Linked DNA regions of Gasterosteus aculeatus: region 1 is linked to region 2. A link is a contact called in public Hi-C data. All regions are on one chromosome and are shown on one strand. Each heading gives the region's core, a stretch centred on a gene start, on an enhancer-like site or on the middle of the called end of the contact. The rest is flanking DNA. Distances are from core to core; before and after follow the strand shown. Region 1 holds the start of mef2cb (myocyte enhancer factor 2cb). Region 2 overlaps mef2cb (myocyte enhancer factor 2cb).

What was found. A called contact is a pair of places that touch in the nucleus more often than the background predicts.
Region 1: a contact with region 2 is called in a Hi-C map of whole body, with 2.0 times the contacts expected there. The contact joins the promoter of mef2cb here to the enhancer-like site in region 2. A contact is called at or near these places in 2 of 6 Hi-C or Micro-C datasets (skeletal muscle and whole body).

What each region holds. Positions count from the first base shown.
Region 1 is chr13:12,240,475-12,244,627 of fGasAcu3.hap1.1, forward strand. mef2cb (myocyte enhancer factor 2cb) reads right to left here and starts at 1,973. Exons shown (of 11, transcript XM_078086783.1): 1 at 1,696-1,973.
Region 2 is chr13:12,190,424-12,194,057 of fGasAcu3.hap1.1, forward strand. mef2cb (myocyte enhancer factor 2cb) reads right to left here. Exons shown (of 11, transcript XM_078086783.1): 5 at 950-1,093. Among protein-coding and RNA genes, the nearest start is that of LOC120831200, 21 kb to the left of the region's middle. Within about 2 kb of position 2,253, at least 3 of the 9 cell types and tissues checked have open chromatin away from gene starts, as enhancers often do.

The sequences.
Region 1 (4,153 bases), core at 723-3,222, 50 kb after region 2:
TCGGGGGGTAGATGGAAGGAGAGCTTTCATACAAGAAGCTGGACCGCAGGTGGAAACTAAATATTAAAGACAAAATAAAATAGAAATGACTGTGCCGGTACTGTTAGCCACGACAGTAGAATAAATAGCAATTGAAGGTGCTTCATTATGGTTTCAGTGCTTATTTGTTTTACAAATAAAATCCAATCTATGAAGTAACACACTCGGGTAACTGGAGACCTTCTGGATCTGTGTTTCCCACCAGATAACCATGGAAACTAAGTACGACCCTATCTGTTGCTTTGCTCTTCTGTCAGCGGGTGTTTGACAGAGTAATCAAACAGCAAATTACTACTCAGAACCTTCCCGTTCCTTTATGAACTTTTCATTCAATCTATATTCACGTATCAGACCATTACCAGTGGAAATTAACAAACACCCCCCTACTCGGCATAAAGAACAGCAACAATGGAGCTGATGGCCGAGTGTGGAGGTGAGGTGACAGGATGAGCGCTTCAAAGGCGCGGAGGCAACTGCGTAAGAGCGCCGGCCGCCCTACAGAGAAAGACAACAACTGGTTTCCTCCGCTGCGCTCACCATCAAAGGCGTGGAATTCAGGGGCAGAACACCTAATACGTGAGGAGTGAGTTGTTCCTCTCAAACTGGGTCAAAGTTGCTGAGGTCCTGTCTATTTGGCTAGATGGCAGGAGGACAGGTATCAGATAATGGTCTCATTGTTTTTTCAATTTACATCTTTAAATATTTTTTATCTGTTAATTTACTCTATTTCAGCTGGTTGCTTCCATCCAAGAGCTACAGTCAACCTATCAAATGTCAAAGGAAAATGTCCAACAGAGTCAATCCAACAGAGCCTTTGTTGCAGTATAAAATTCCATTTGCTTGTGTTTTGTGCCCTGCAGTGCAGAGTAGAGCTGGAAACAAAAAACCCTCCTTCTGTCCATTTAACGTGACAAAAGTTGTCTCCTTTGTTACTAAAGTTTGCCCGACATGTCTTAAACACACAGCTGTGTGACACATATTGCTACTGAAGGGCGTAGTTGCCACTTAGGCAGCTACCTTGAGGGAGTGAGTCATTGCTAAAGCAAACAGCACGTTAAGGTCATGCTCTTTTCTTTTTGCTGATGATTCCAGATTGTGCAATGAGATGTTCTAAGCAATTACCCTTAAAAGTACCGGCAACCTAAACTGACTGTGAAGAATTAGAAGCAGCGAAACACAATATAAAGTTACACTTTAGCGACGGAAACAATTTGTCTTGCCTGGTAAATTAAAGTGTAGACTTTTAAAACACACACACCCACACACACACGTTCAGCAGTCTAAATAAGTGATTTTCCAAGTGCTTAACAGAGGTGATTAGCAACTGCTGGGATGGGACTCCTCCCTCAGCTTCTCTGGTGTCTTTTAACTTCGTCAAGAGCAGGAAAAAATCAACGTTAACAACTATTAATTGTCTTATTTGCCTTGTTCATACTGGTACAGTCTTTTTTGTATTGGTCAATATGACAAAGGATCCTTCACTATATCCAGAAAGGCTATAATGAAACCGGTATCAGCACATCAAAAAAACATTTCGGTGTAAATTAAGGAGCTGAAATGAAATAAATCAGTCTTATTCTGCTAAAAATTTCGACAGGTGAGATCCAGAGGAGATGGAAAAAAAAGGAAGGGGATCGGTGCGCTGTGAAAACTCACCCGTGCTGTTTCTCTGCTTCCCCAGGAAGTTGCCACCCGCAGCACCAACTAATGACCAACTAATCAAACAGTTCAAAGGTAAAAAAAAAAAGGAAGACAAAGAAAAGGGAGAGTTGACCCAAAGTAAAACAAAACTAACATGAATTTGCCTGAAATCAATGTCCTGCATGTGATAAAGCCAGACCAGCTGGCTTTGAATAGAAACCCCGATTTGGGTTGCGTTTGCCCCCCGATCTCTGTCTGAACTGAAACCGGGTCTGACTACCCCCCCACCCCACTGCCCCACCCCACTGCCCCAGCTGACTTCACCTGTCCCCATCACTCCTCGGTAAATTTAGCCTTCTGGGGGACCAGTGACACCCAATCCCCCTCCAACCCCGTTCCCCTTGCAAGCACGCACACACACGCACACGCACACACACACACACACACACACCTCCAACCTTTGCCAGCCCGGGCATATGGATGCCCGGGATTATTGCCCCTCTAAGAATGTCGCCATCTTCACAGTGGCAAAAAAAGACCTCCCTCCCCCTCCCTCCCTTTCCCTCCCCCTCTCTCCCCCTTCACACACTCCGCAACTTACGGCTGTACAGACGGCATTCTTCGCTGAGAGAGCTAAATGAGTGTGTGCATACTTTGCACACACTTTCAATATGTTTCTTTAACCTTTCAGTAAACATTTGACAGAAAACACACTGTGCTTTATTAAATGGGCCGTAAATCCAAGAGATGAAATATGGGCAATTGCAGATTAGGAGCTCATTTATAAGGTTGTTATTCTTAAATTTGATGACCTAGGGTATCACAGCTGCAAAACATATTAAATAAGCTCTGCTGTAAAAATACCATTACCCCTCTCATAACCCAAATTATTGTAATCTATGTGAATCATAAATAAATTACCCAACGGTAGAGATTAACCAGCATTGATAGCATCTTGTCAAATGTCAAAATACCAGGTGCAGCGCTATACACACCTATAATTTGGTAATTATAAGCTCATTTAACTAAGTACATCCATGACTAAAATCTGCCTACAGTTTCAGAAGCAACCACAATACCCACAGAATGTCAGTTTTTCATTAATACCTGATACAAATCTCACATCCCCATCAGAAGAGAAAACATCTTGAGTTTCCCTAAGCTGCTGCCATCCTGAGCTGACTGTAAGCTGTAGTGTTTCCATTTAAATGATGCATTCAGTTGAATGTACATCTCAACAAGCTTAAATCGCAATATCTTCTGTGACTGTCTCACATCAGAGTTCTGTGTGGGTGGCACAAGGGTAACTGTATTTCCATCAAGTATTTTTTAGTCATGGTTATCTACCCAATGCCAAAACATATTCATCACAACCGTGAACCATACACCCAAATAAGTGTTTCATATATCCGCCTTAAATCAGCGCATTTTGCTAATGTGGAGATTAATAATTTGAGGGAAAGATGAGTAGAATACAGATTAGTGTTTTCCCAGAATGCCTCCAAAAGAAGCAAAGACAATGAGAGGAGATAAAACAGTGATGTTCCCTTGATGATTTCAATTCACACTCTCATGACAGTGAAATATATTTTGTATTGATCCGGTTGTATTGTTTACATGTTTCTGGGCACAGGTAATCAACTAAATGGTTTATTTTTGGAAACTTCGGTCGCTGGGACTACCTGCGTCCGTATGCATTGAGGGATCAGTGTCTTCCCACTCTGGCATTTGTGATGATCTCATGGCCAGGAATTCAGTGTCTTTGGGGCGGGGAGTAGTAGATGGATGTTGTTGGGAGTTAATTTAATTATGACAACCCTAGATGAGGGAGGGATTCAGTGTCTCGATCAAATATTTAATATAGCGATGTGATCTGTGCTACACACACACAAAGCTAAATGATTGACTTTGATACAACAAATAGCAGACGCTAATTTGCATGTACAACCACATATGAACGTTACGCTGCGTTCTTATTTATTGCCTCGTGTATTTGGACTAAAGACCTCCTCCGCTGCCTCGCCAGTAGAGGCCTGGCGAGAAGACATTTTTAGCCCCGTCTCCCTTTTAATGGGGCCTGCGGAGGGACTACGTAAAGAGACGGAGGACTATATCCCGGCTGTCTTTTTACGACGGTGGCAGGTTGAAGGAGGGGGGGGAGCAGCGAGCAGCATGGCAGTCTCTGGCAAAGCGTTGACCACAAGAACCAGCAAGGCCAAAGTACAGTGAGGAAACTTTGAAAGTACATTCTGTTCTGATCAAATGTTTGGTCAGGTGTTGAGATGTTGTGTATGTTCAAGTATTGAATTCACTCATTAGTGTACATATGTGCGTTCTTGCACATATTAGCGTGTGTCCCCGAGGAGAGGGGGCGGGGGGAGGGAAGGGGGAGGGGGTCTGGGTGGGGGTGCGTATCCGTCTTTTGGCTCACGACACTGTGGGTTTCGCCGATGGTGAAACACAAACGTGTTCT
Region 2 (3,634 bases), core at 1,003-3,502:
TCTTGTGGTTTCTGGCCACTGCCTAAAGGTTAGATTCTTTGTAAAATGAACACAATATAATGTCTATTAACAGACATGTTATTAGGCTACTGAAGACCTCGTCTTCTATTATCCCAATGGAGTGGAGATTATTGAGTTTTGTGAGGTAGAGATGTATGCTTCAGAGTTTGTGAATGTCTGCTGCTGTTTCATTGCCACAATGCCTGTCCTTTGTTGTTACGGGTGTCTGAGTACTGTGTTTTGGTGCAGGAAAGGCGCACCCGGACCACACCTCCCCTGGGAACCAGGCAAGACATTGTGGGTAACGGGTTTGAGGAGGGAACCCAGTAAGGTTGAAATTTGTCACGGGAGAAAGTCTGCAATCATACAGAAGTAATGCTTGCTAGTTATGGTCACCGTTGTGTCAAATTAGAGGACCGTTCCTCAACTGTAATCAAGCAAAATCAAACAACTGTAATCCTTTTTACTGTAAGTATACAATATCAATTCACTGCCGTCTCACTTTCTGTATTTATTCTAGAGGCAAACAATGGTGGTTAGCTGGGTTAGCTCAAGAGTTACTGGCAAGTCAGCATTTTGTTAGCCTGCCGAGGATGCGGCGGAGCGTCAACCCAGTACTTACAGGTATCCTATGAGTTTTAATCATGTGATCAAACTCCTCGTTAATCTGTTTGTATTTCTCCTCAGTGCTCGGCGTGAGGAGGAGAGCAGTCTCGAGCTCCGGGCTTTCGCTGCCTTTGTTCTCCTTCTTGCTTAATGCCTGCCAGGTCCCACAACCACCAAGACGGACGAAGGGAGACACACATGAAGGGACAGATAGATGGGTGGCAGGAAGATGCCAAAAACGAGGAGACGAGGACGAAGCGACAGAAAGCGTAGGGGGGAGAAAGGGGGAAAGAGAGGAAATAAAAGTGAGATGAAGGTTCGGGGATTAACAAGAGGTACTTACACACAGTCTCTGTCTGCTGATCATCAGATCAATGTCCTCGTTTATTTTCCTGTACTTGTCCTCGGACTCGGGGCTGTGACCGACCGAGTCGTCTGCGTCGGGGTCCGGGCTGTCACAGCCGTTTAGGCCCTTCTTTCTCAATGTCTGCAAACACAGCAGTTGCACAATATAGTTGAAGGGTTTTGGGACGGGGAACATGAGCCAAGTGAACAGCTTGGGAGGGACCAATACTGATAGACTATGGAGACCCTTTAGAATCCATAAAAACTTTTACTACTGAATTGATTTATTCATATGAGTTTATTTTTTCACAATGAAAAATTCTGTCCGTTTGCGAAGAATTATTAATATTTGCAGTCTTCATTTGAACCTAAATCAAAATGGGTGATACCAGGATACACTGGCTGCTTTCTGAAGAAGAAAAAATGCAGCAAAACACTGAAGTGGCACAACGGACCTAATCACTTCCACTAACGTCACAGAAAAACTGATCAAGCTCTTCACCAAATGACAAAATACGGGACCTTGAAACAACATAATTACACAGGAAAAGGCAAAGCCGTAAATTTAAAATACATTTTATAACCATAATCATCAGTATTTCATGAAATAAAACTAAAACGCAGTTGAGGTACTTGAGTTCATGACTGCGGTATATGTGCTCTACAAAGTGGCAGTTTCTGTTTTGGCCACCTGATGGCCACCTGCCCCCATTAAAGCGGCCAGAAAACAGCAGACAGGCAGAACAGCGGCGCTCTCCCTCCGAGAGACACAGACAAAGAGAGCTCACGTGGGAGAGAGCTGCCTCGGTCCTTTTTTAGATATTGTTGACAACCATAACAACGGGGATACGTTTCAGAGGACATTACCGTGTGTGATAGCACGAGGGTGTGTTTGTTTGAGCAAGTAGGCATGTACCGGTAGGTGCTGTGTTCATTCGTCTTTAAAAGAGACAAAGACAGCGCCGACGAGACAAAAAAGTACAGTACCTGACAGTTAGAGATCTCATCAAAGCCCCCCTCCTCCGTCCCCCCAACCCTCCTCTTCTCCAGCCTGCTTTCACCCCCCCCATCTCTCCTCCTGGCTTTAATAAAGGAGATTAGTCTACAGGCGGAATATCACGGGCCTGCTCCTGTCTGTGCAGTCGTCGCTTCACACTGCGCTCTCCTACTTTCATCTGAAGCTCCATATCAGACAGACGTAATTAAATTTACTTTAGCACACCCTGTATTTGATGCTGATCAAGAGCGCGGGTCTCTCTCTCTCTCTCTGTGTATGTTGTAGTGTGCGTATGTGTCTGCCGGTGTGCGTGTGTCTTTGTGTGGGATGGGGAAAGAGAGGAATGAGTCTGTGTATGTGTGGGTGTGTGAGAGTGGGTGCTGGCGTCAAGAAAAAAAAAAAAGACAAGAGAGACTGAGCAGGAGCAAGGAGGAAGATAGATGCTAAGATAAGTTAATCTCAGCGAACTTCTTCCTCTCATTTGTTTTTCTTCCCTCACAGAAGAGATATGTGTGCGAGCTCCTCCATCACAACCAGCAGCCAAAGTGACAGGGAGCGATCTGCCTGCTTAGAAAACAAATAACACTCCAGTCATCTCTCTCGTCAGCACAACAAAGGCCTGTTTCGAGTGTGGTTTTAGTGAACTTAGAGGGCTCCTTTTGTGTGTGAGATAACCGTTTGAATCCTGAGGCGTCTCGTGGCAAGGCAGCTACTGTAAGCGTGTCAACGTTTGCTGGCTCTCCTCTTCTCTCTCCTCTCCTCACTTGGCCCCCAGAGTGGATATCTGGAATTCTGAATTTGAAAGCGTCCCTCACATCTTTTGACAGGCTTCAGGAAATCACACCAAACAAATCAGCCAAGGCGGTGCAGGAGATCTGACTTCTAACAGGCCCACAGTGAATCAGGCACTCTTTGCTCCATCAGAGGTGGATGAGTCAAAAGAACAAAGGGGTCGAAAAGGTTTAGCATGCTGTCTTTTTTGGCAAAGGCGAGAGATGTAAAACTTTTGCTGTTTCTTTGGTGTAGTTTCGCTCTGGCCCCGGCGATGCATCATATCGAACTGACAAGAGCTGAACCGGTGGCCTTCTTCTGTTCACATGAGAATGCAAGAAGGAAGAAAACTTTTCTTCCCTTGCACAGATTTCTACCACCTACCGCCGCCAGCTGAATGCATGAGAGATTCATTTCCATTCTTGGAAGAATAGCAGGGGGGCACTGCTGGGAGAGGAGGACGAGGGCCGGGGTAAAGGTGACACCCATATGGGGCAACAGAACTAGTGGTCTGATGTAGGGTTGGGAAGTGGTTGCCTTGGCTGTTGATTGGCTGCAGGCCACGGGTGTTATATGACTTTGGAGCATGTGGCCGAGGCTAAGCTTTCCATCGGGGCTCAGCACATTGAAGGAGCGGCACAAGGACGGTATGCCACTCGTCCCAGTTATGCCCACCTGTTTAAAGACATCACACCTGTTGCCAAAAGCTGACACACGACCTACCAACCAATCAGATCCGTTGCAGTGCTCCCAGAGCCATAGAAGGGCCTCTCACTCTAGCGCTCTCCACCTCGCAGCCCTCCATATCGTCTTCCTATGTATCCGTCTCTAATAGCTCATTGCTTAATCTGTGCACTGAATTTGTTATGTGTTATATGGCTCTGCGCCACGAACTCATGGACCGCTGCTCTTATT